2 separate regions of the Sus scrofa genome follow, and region 1 is linked to region 2. The links are chromatin contacts, called in public Hi-C maps. All regions are on one chromosome and are shown on one strand. The core of a region is the stretch at or near the end of the contact, and the rest is flanking DNA. Distances in the headings are between cores, read along the strand shown. Region 1 holds the start of YME1L1 (ATP-dependent zinc metalloprotease YME1L1). Region 2 holds the start of LOC100516390 (ankyrin repeat domain-containing protein 26).

Region 1 (3,077 bases), core at 102-2,601, 59 kb before region 2:
TAGTAAAAAGGATTCCAAAATTCTGGCGTCTCCTAAACCTTCACTGTGTGAAGGGAAGGGCGGGGCAGAGGCATCACAGACTTGCCCGCGCTGCCAGCCAAGTGAGAAATCATCTCGCAGGGCTCCGAAGGCTTTGGCAAGCCAAGCACCCAGTCTAGTCGCTCCGGCGGCCCTGGGACCTGCCCGATTCACGGGGCAGGAAGGAGGGCCGAAGGGCCAGACTCTTGTTTTCTTTATTCTTTGACTCTTACCTTCACCGCATACAACCTGTCGCCTTTCTGCCCCAGATACACCTTCCCGAAGGCGCCACGGCTGATGGGCTTCACTATGGTAAACTCCTCAATGGATGGAGGTCTGGGCACCGGGATCCTAGTCACACACGCCCCAGTTGCCGCGCCTCCTCCGCTCTCCATTTCGCTGCCCGCGGTGGGCTCCATTGCAGGCCCCCCAGGATGCAAGACCGCAGCAGCGCCTAAGGCCCCTGCTAGAGCCGCAACTCCCGCCAATTGGGTTCAAAGTAAGGCTCCGCCCAAGCCGCGCGCCGGCCGTGACGTCATCCCGTCACCGCTCCCACTCTCGCCAAGCCCAGCGCGGCCTCGCTCCAGTCACCGCCCCTGCGTCGATGCGTGAGCCTTTGGGCGTGAGGGCGGGGCAGCTGAGAAATTCCTGAGCAACCACTGACTCTTCCAGAGTGGTCGCGGTCCACTTATTTTATTTGTGATGACTCCGGAGGGCAAAATTATTGAGAGCAGGGAGAAGAGAGCATGGGAGCCTGAATCTGAATCGCAAGATTTAAGTTTTCTCCCGCCTTCCATCTGGTGGGACCCTGCTCTCATCCCGCTTAAGAAAAAAAAAAAAATCCTAAGAACTACCACCCGCGGAAGAAACGTAAACCAGTTCGGTCTCGTCAGTAATACCAGGCCAGTGACAACACAGAATGTGGAGAAACTGGATGAGCAGGAAGCCCATGACTGCCCTGTAATTTGACATTTTAACAGAATGTATGTAACTTGCCTTTCTGAAGCAGGATGAGTTTTTGATTTATTGTGGGCAAGATAAGGAGGACTAAATTGTAACAAAAGCGCTTATGGCTCGAGGCCCAGTCAGAACAGAATATATTGGAAGTATTGATAAGGAAGCTGGAGAAAGATTTGACAGGGTTGATGCCACTCCCCCTTAAAAAGAAAACTACAGCCACATAGCCTTGGGGACCCGGCGCGTGTCTAACTCAGTGTGAACATGAACTACTTTGGGGGCGTCAGCTGCGGCGGGGGAAACTCAGGTCCCTGAAAAGGCCTAAAGTTGACGCACGACTCGGGGAGGGGGCCTCGTCTGCCCCGGAAGTACTGTTGCGTTAGCGCCTTGCCTTCCGGGGCACAGTGCTTGTCGTTGTAGCAGCTGTGGGAAGGGGAGGCCATCTTCCATTTCTAGGAAGAGTAAGGGCGAGGGGAGAGTGAAGGTGGTGAAGGGCTCAGCGCCTCCCCGCCAGGCGGTGGCCTAGAGGAGCAGTTTCGGCAGGCGGGTGAGGTCGCTGAGGGCCCGGAAAAGATGTTTTCCCTGTCGAGTACCGTGCAGCCCCAGGTAGGTCCGGCATCCAGTCGGTTTTTCTTCCTTTCTGCCCGCGGCTGTTTGCCTTTTGCGTTTGCTGGAAGCGGTTTCTCTTAAGGGGTCGTAGGAAAGAAGCGATTAACCTAGTTGGACTCCTGAGGTTGAAAAGGGCTCGGGGCCACGCTGTAAAGGATTGACGAGGAAATAGAGGCATAATACGAGCGTGATGGAGACATTGGTTTTTCGACTTGATTGCGTGGAATTTTTGCTAGAGAATCCATCAGGCTTTGTTGAGTGCTGGACATTCTGGGGTGGGCGGGGGTAGGGAGACGTCTTTGTCACAGACGTAAAGAGCGCACGAAATAAACTCTTCAAAGACTTTGGTATTAACAATTCTATTCTCTGTTCTTTCTTTTAAAGGAATTTAAACATATTATAAAATTTTGAATAATCTACGTTTTCTTTTGATCAAATGTGACTAATAAGTATATATTTACAAGTTATTCACTGCTTTCAGTTAATATTTTGATTCAGCCTCCTCTCGGTGTTTTAGTTTATAAAGCAAAAGGGCAGAGAAAAAAATGCCGAGCATTTGAGTTTTTATTTTTTATTTATTTTTTTAATATATATTCTGGGTTTTGGGTTTTTTGGCTTTTTTCTTTTTTCTTTTTTTCTTTTTTTTCTTTAAGGGCCGTACACGCGGCATATGGAGGTTCCCAGGCTAGGGGTCTAATCGGAGCTGTAACTGCAGGCCTGTGGCAGAGCCACAGCAACGCCAGATCCAAGCCTCTCTGCAATCTACATCACAGCTCAGGGCAACTCTGGATCCTTAACCCACTGAGCAGGGCCAGGGGTCGAACCCAAGTCCTCATGGTTCCTAGTCGGATTCGTTTCCGCTGTGCCACGATGGGAACTCCTTGGATTTTTAATTATCTTCTTTCAGGGGTAATCACTTGTGACAGTGTTTTATTCTTAGTTCAATTAAAAATCTTTTTTGGATGATAACGTTGAGATTTTTTTCTTTGAGAGTTCTTCCCTGCTTTGCAAATAAACATTTTTTGAAAACATTCAGTTTTAAAAATAATTTTAGAGACTCTAGTTCCTTAAGCTTATTATTATGTCCCTTTGTGTAATTTCTACCCCTTTGTTTTTCTTTTTTGCTAGTACTGACTGGATAATAGAAAATGAAGTGGTTAGTTATTTACTGGCGTGTGTTAGGTGAACAAAGCAGATGCAGAATCTTAATAATGCTATGAAATGAAACAGGAGTAGGAGTTAGCCAAGTGAATTGTTAATAGAAGTGAACTGGTAGAATATCTGGGGATAACAGCCTAGCTGATCAGAAGGAGGAGAATAAGGCTAGTGTGGCTAGAGCAAGGTGATTAAAGCGCTAATGATAGAAAAATAGTTGGGGATAAGACTTGACGCAGATCACACCAGGAGTTATAATAAGGGATTTTGGATTTCATTTTAAGTTTTTTGTTTGTTTGTTTTGCTTTTTAGGGCCGTACCTGAGGCATATGGAAGTT
Region 2 (2,974 bases), core at 280-2,779:
GAACTCCTGCTCTAATATTATTAATTCCATTAGCATACCTATAAAATGAGTGTGCAGGAAACCACCGGGGCATTATTTGAGTCAGGTAGGCATAGGAGTTCCAAGCAACAACTTCCAGTGGGCATCTGTTCACAGAAATCTTGGGTTTCAATTGCTTGGGGATCTGGATAGCATTTGACCAAGGAAATACATAAATTTAGGGTTGTCCTAAAGTATACTGCTTGAGTATCTCTGGTCCATACAAAAACACTAGAATCGGGAGACCCCATTGTGGCTTAGTGGTAACGAACCTGACTGGTATACATGAGGACAATCCCTGACCTCGATTAGTGGGTTAATGTTCTGGCGTTGTCATAAGCTATGGTGTAGGTCGCAGATGAGGCTTGGATCTGGCGTTGCTGTGGCTGTGGTGTAGGCTGGCAGCTGCAGCTCTGATTTGACCCATAGCCTGGGAACTTCCATATGCTGAAGGTGCATCACTAAAAAGACAACGCCCTCCAAAAAAACCCCATAAAAATAGTAGCGTCAACCACATTTCCACAACCTACTTGGAGTCCTGGTGTGTATGTGGTTCTTAGCTCCATACAGTGTGGCAGTGTGTTTGACTCTTTCCAGACTGCATCAGGAAATATCAGGAGTTCCCTGATGGTCTAGCAGTTAAGGATCTGGCATTGTCACTGCTGTGGCTGCTTAATATTCCTGGCCTGGGAGCTTCCACATGTTTCCAGCATGGCCAAAAAAAAAAAAAAAAAAAAAAAAAAAAAAAAAAAAAAAAGATAAAGTATTTTAAACTAGGTGAGAAAAGATGGATTGTTTGTGACAAGTGTATACCTTTTTATTATTATTATTATTATTTGTCTTTTTAAGGGCTCACCCGCAGCATATGGAGGTTCCCAGGCTAGGGGTCGAATTGGAACTGTAGCCGCCAGCCTGCACCACAGCTCACAGCAACGCTGGATCCTTAACCCACTGAGCGAGGCCGGCGATCGAACCTGTGTCCTCACGGATGTTAGATTCGTTTCCGCTGAACCAAGATGGGAACTCCCAGAAATGTGTTTTCATTTCATGTGGAGAACATAGATAGATTTCTTATAAGTTTGCACTTGATGAGAACTATTGCCATAATGTCTGAAACCATGAAAACAGCCTTCTGTTGTTGCATCTGCTAAATTCCATGGAGACCCGCCGAGGTCCAGAGGGATATGGAAAGGAATAAACTGAGGGATAAGAGACTGAGCCTTTGTTTTAGTGGAGCTCTCAAAGGAAGAAGGCTTTCAATAACTTGAAGCTCCACGAAGCTCTAGCCCCAATCGCATGCAAAGACGCTTTTCGCTTTTCTCGTGGACGAATCTAACTTTTGCAGATATCCGGAAATGCTCGGCCACCTCCCACCAACATCCAAAAGTTACGTTTTACTGCCCACAAGCAATCGCAGAGATTTGAAGTGTCCCGGCCTTGCACATGCGCGTTGGGCGCTCTTGGCCTCCAGGCCTCCTTGCACATGCGCAGTAACGTCAGCTTCTGATGCGCGCATGCGCACTGTGATCAGCGGTATTGCTTGGATACGTTTCTTCTGAGCTCAAAGATTCTTAACCGCGGATCTTTGCGGCTGGCATGTTGTGGCGAGACCCGGGCGGCTTATCTATAGCGTTCTATGGCCAGGACGTAGCTCTCAGGACGTGGCGAAAAGCCGAGGGGGAGGTGAGGTGTGTCTGAAGCCCGTATGCTCTAAGATGAAGAAGATTTTTGGCTTTGGGAGTAAGAAGGGCGAGTCGCCTTTGGGCTCCTCCACCAGTCCGGGGAGGGAGGGCAGAAATAGAAGCAACTCGCATCCCGGGTACCACATCCGAGACAAGGATCTGGGGAAGATCCACAAGGCAGCCAGTGTTGGCAACGTAGCCAGGGTGCAGCAGATTCTGTTGCTCAGAAAAAATGGTTTGAACGACAGAGACAAGATGAACAGGTAAGCGGGGCCGGCTGGAGGAGGCGGGGCGGGCCTGGGAAGAACTCTTCCTGTCGGTTTTCCCTCTGAGGATCCTTGGACAAGCTACGTGGGGTCCACCGCCCAGCGGACTTTACAGGCAGCAAAAGCAAAAGCTTTAGCTGGTTTCAGAAACCGCTCATAATTCCCCTTACAGAGCACTTTACTCACGGTTTTAAAGTGATTTAACTGAATTCCCGTAATTATAGAAAGGCAATTCAACACAAACAGCATCTTATTTTTAATGTACATGAGTTTATATCGTTATATATTACAGAAAAGTGCATAATGAGAAAAATAATTCCCATGATAGACAAACTTCTGGGGTAAAAACACTTTTTTTGGGGGGGAGCTTTGCATCAGTGGCATATGGAAGTACCCCGGTCAGAGCCAGGGATTGAATCTCAGCTGCAGCTCAGACTTCACTACAGCTGTGGCAACCCACTGTGCCATAGCAGGAACTCCTGGGCTAAAAATCCTTGGGATAAAATCCAGTATCCATTTTATGTCAGTGTTTGCCTGTGTATATATGTTCAAAGACAGCTTTGAACTGGGAAGTGGTCTGTGTTTTTTAGTAGGAAGACTCATTTTCTTAAAATGTATGGTCTTCCCATATTTATCACTTGTGTGTAAACCAAATAACCATATCATGGTTTTTAAAATTTTTGAGTTACACAGGCTGTGTATAATTGTTGTGATGAAATAAAAAATTTTATATAGTAGACAAAGATTTGCCCTTCTAGATGTTAAAATGTGCTGTAAATTTCCACAAATTATTTGCCAACAACTGAAAAGCAGATAAATGAATGGAACAGAATAGATAATGCCCAAACACCTAAATATATGTAAGACTTTAGAGCTTGATACTGATGACATTTCATGTAAGAAGGAAAAGATAATAAATGGTGGAGAAATAACTTGCTTTTTAGAGAAAAGTAGCTAGATTTTTATCTCACAAATATAACTTTCAGGAGTTCCCATCATGGCTTGATG

Evidence for each region. Hi-C and Micro-C count contacts between places; a contact is called where the count stands out from the background.
Region 1: a Hi-C map of liver shows a contact between it and region 2, with 2.5 times the contacts expected there. The contact joins the promoter of YME1L1 here to the promoter of LOC100516390 in region 2. A contact is called at or near these places in 2 of 47 Hi-C or Micro-C datasets (liver and skeletal muscle) and 2 of 2 datasets of contacts at active chromatin or transcription factors (alveolar macrophages and skeletal muscle).

What each region holds. Positions count from the first base shown.
Region 1 is chr10:48,853,502-48,856,578 of Sscrofa11.1, reverse strand. It overlaps YME1L1 (ATP-dependent zinc metalloprotease YME1L1), which reads left to right and starts at 1,351. Exons shown (of 19, transcript XM_021064882.1): 1 at 1,351-1,581. The coding sequence starts at 1,549. MASTL (serine/threonine-protein kinase greatwall) reads right to left here and starts at 684. Exons shown (of 13, transcript XM_021064881.1): 1 at 252-684. The coding sequence starts at 437.
Region 2 is chr10:48,794,338-48,797,311 of Sscrofa11.1, reverse strand. It overlaps LOC100516390 (ankyrin repeat domain-containing protein 26), which reads left to right and starts at 1,529. Exons shown (of 34, transcript XM_021064875.1): 1 at 1,529-1,963. The coding sequence starts at 1,734.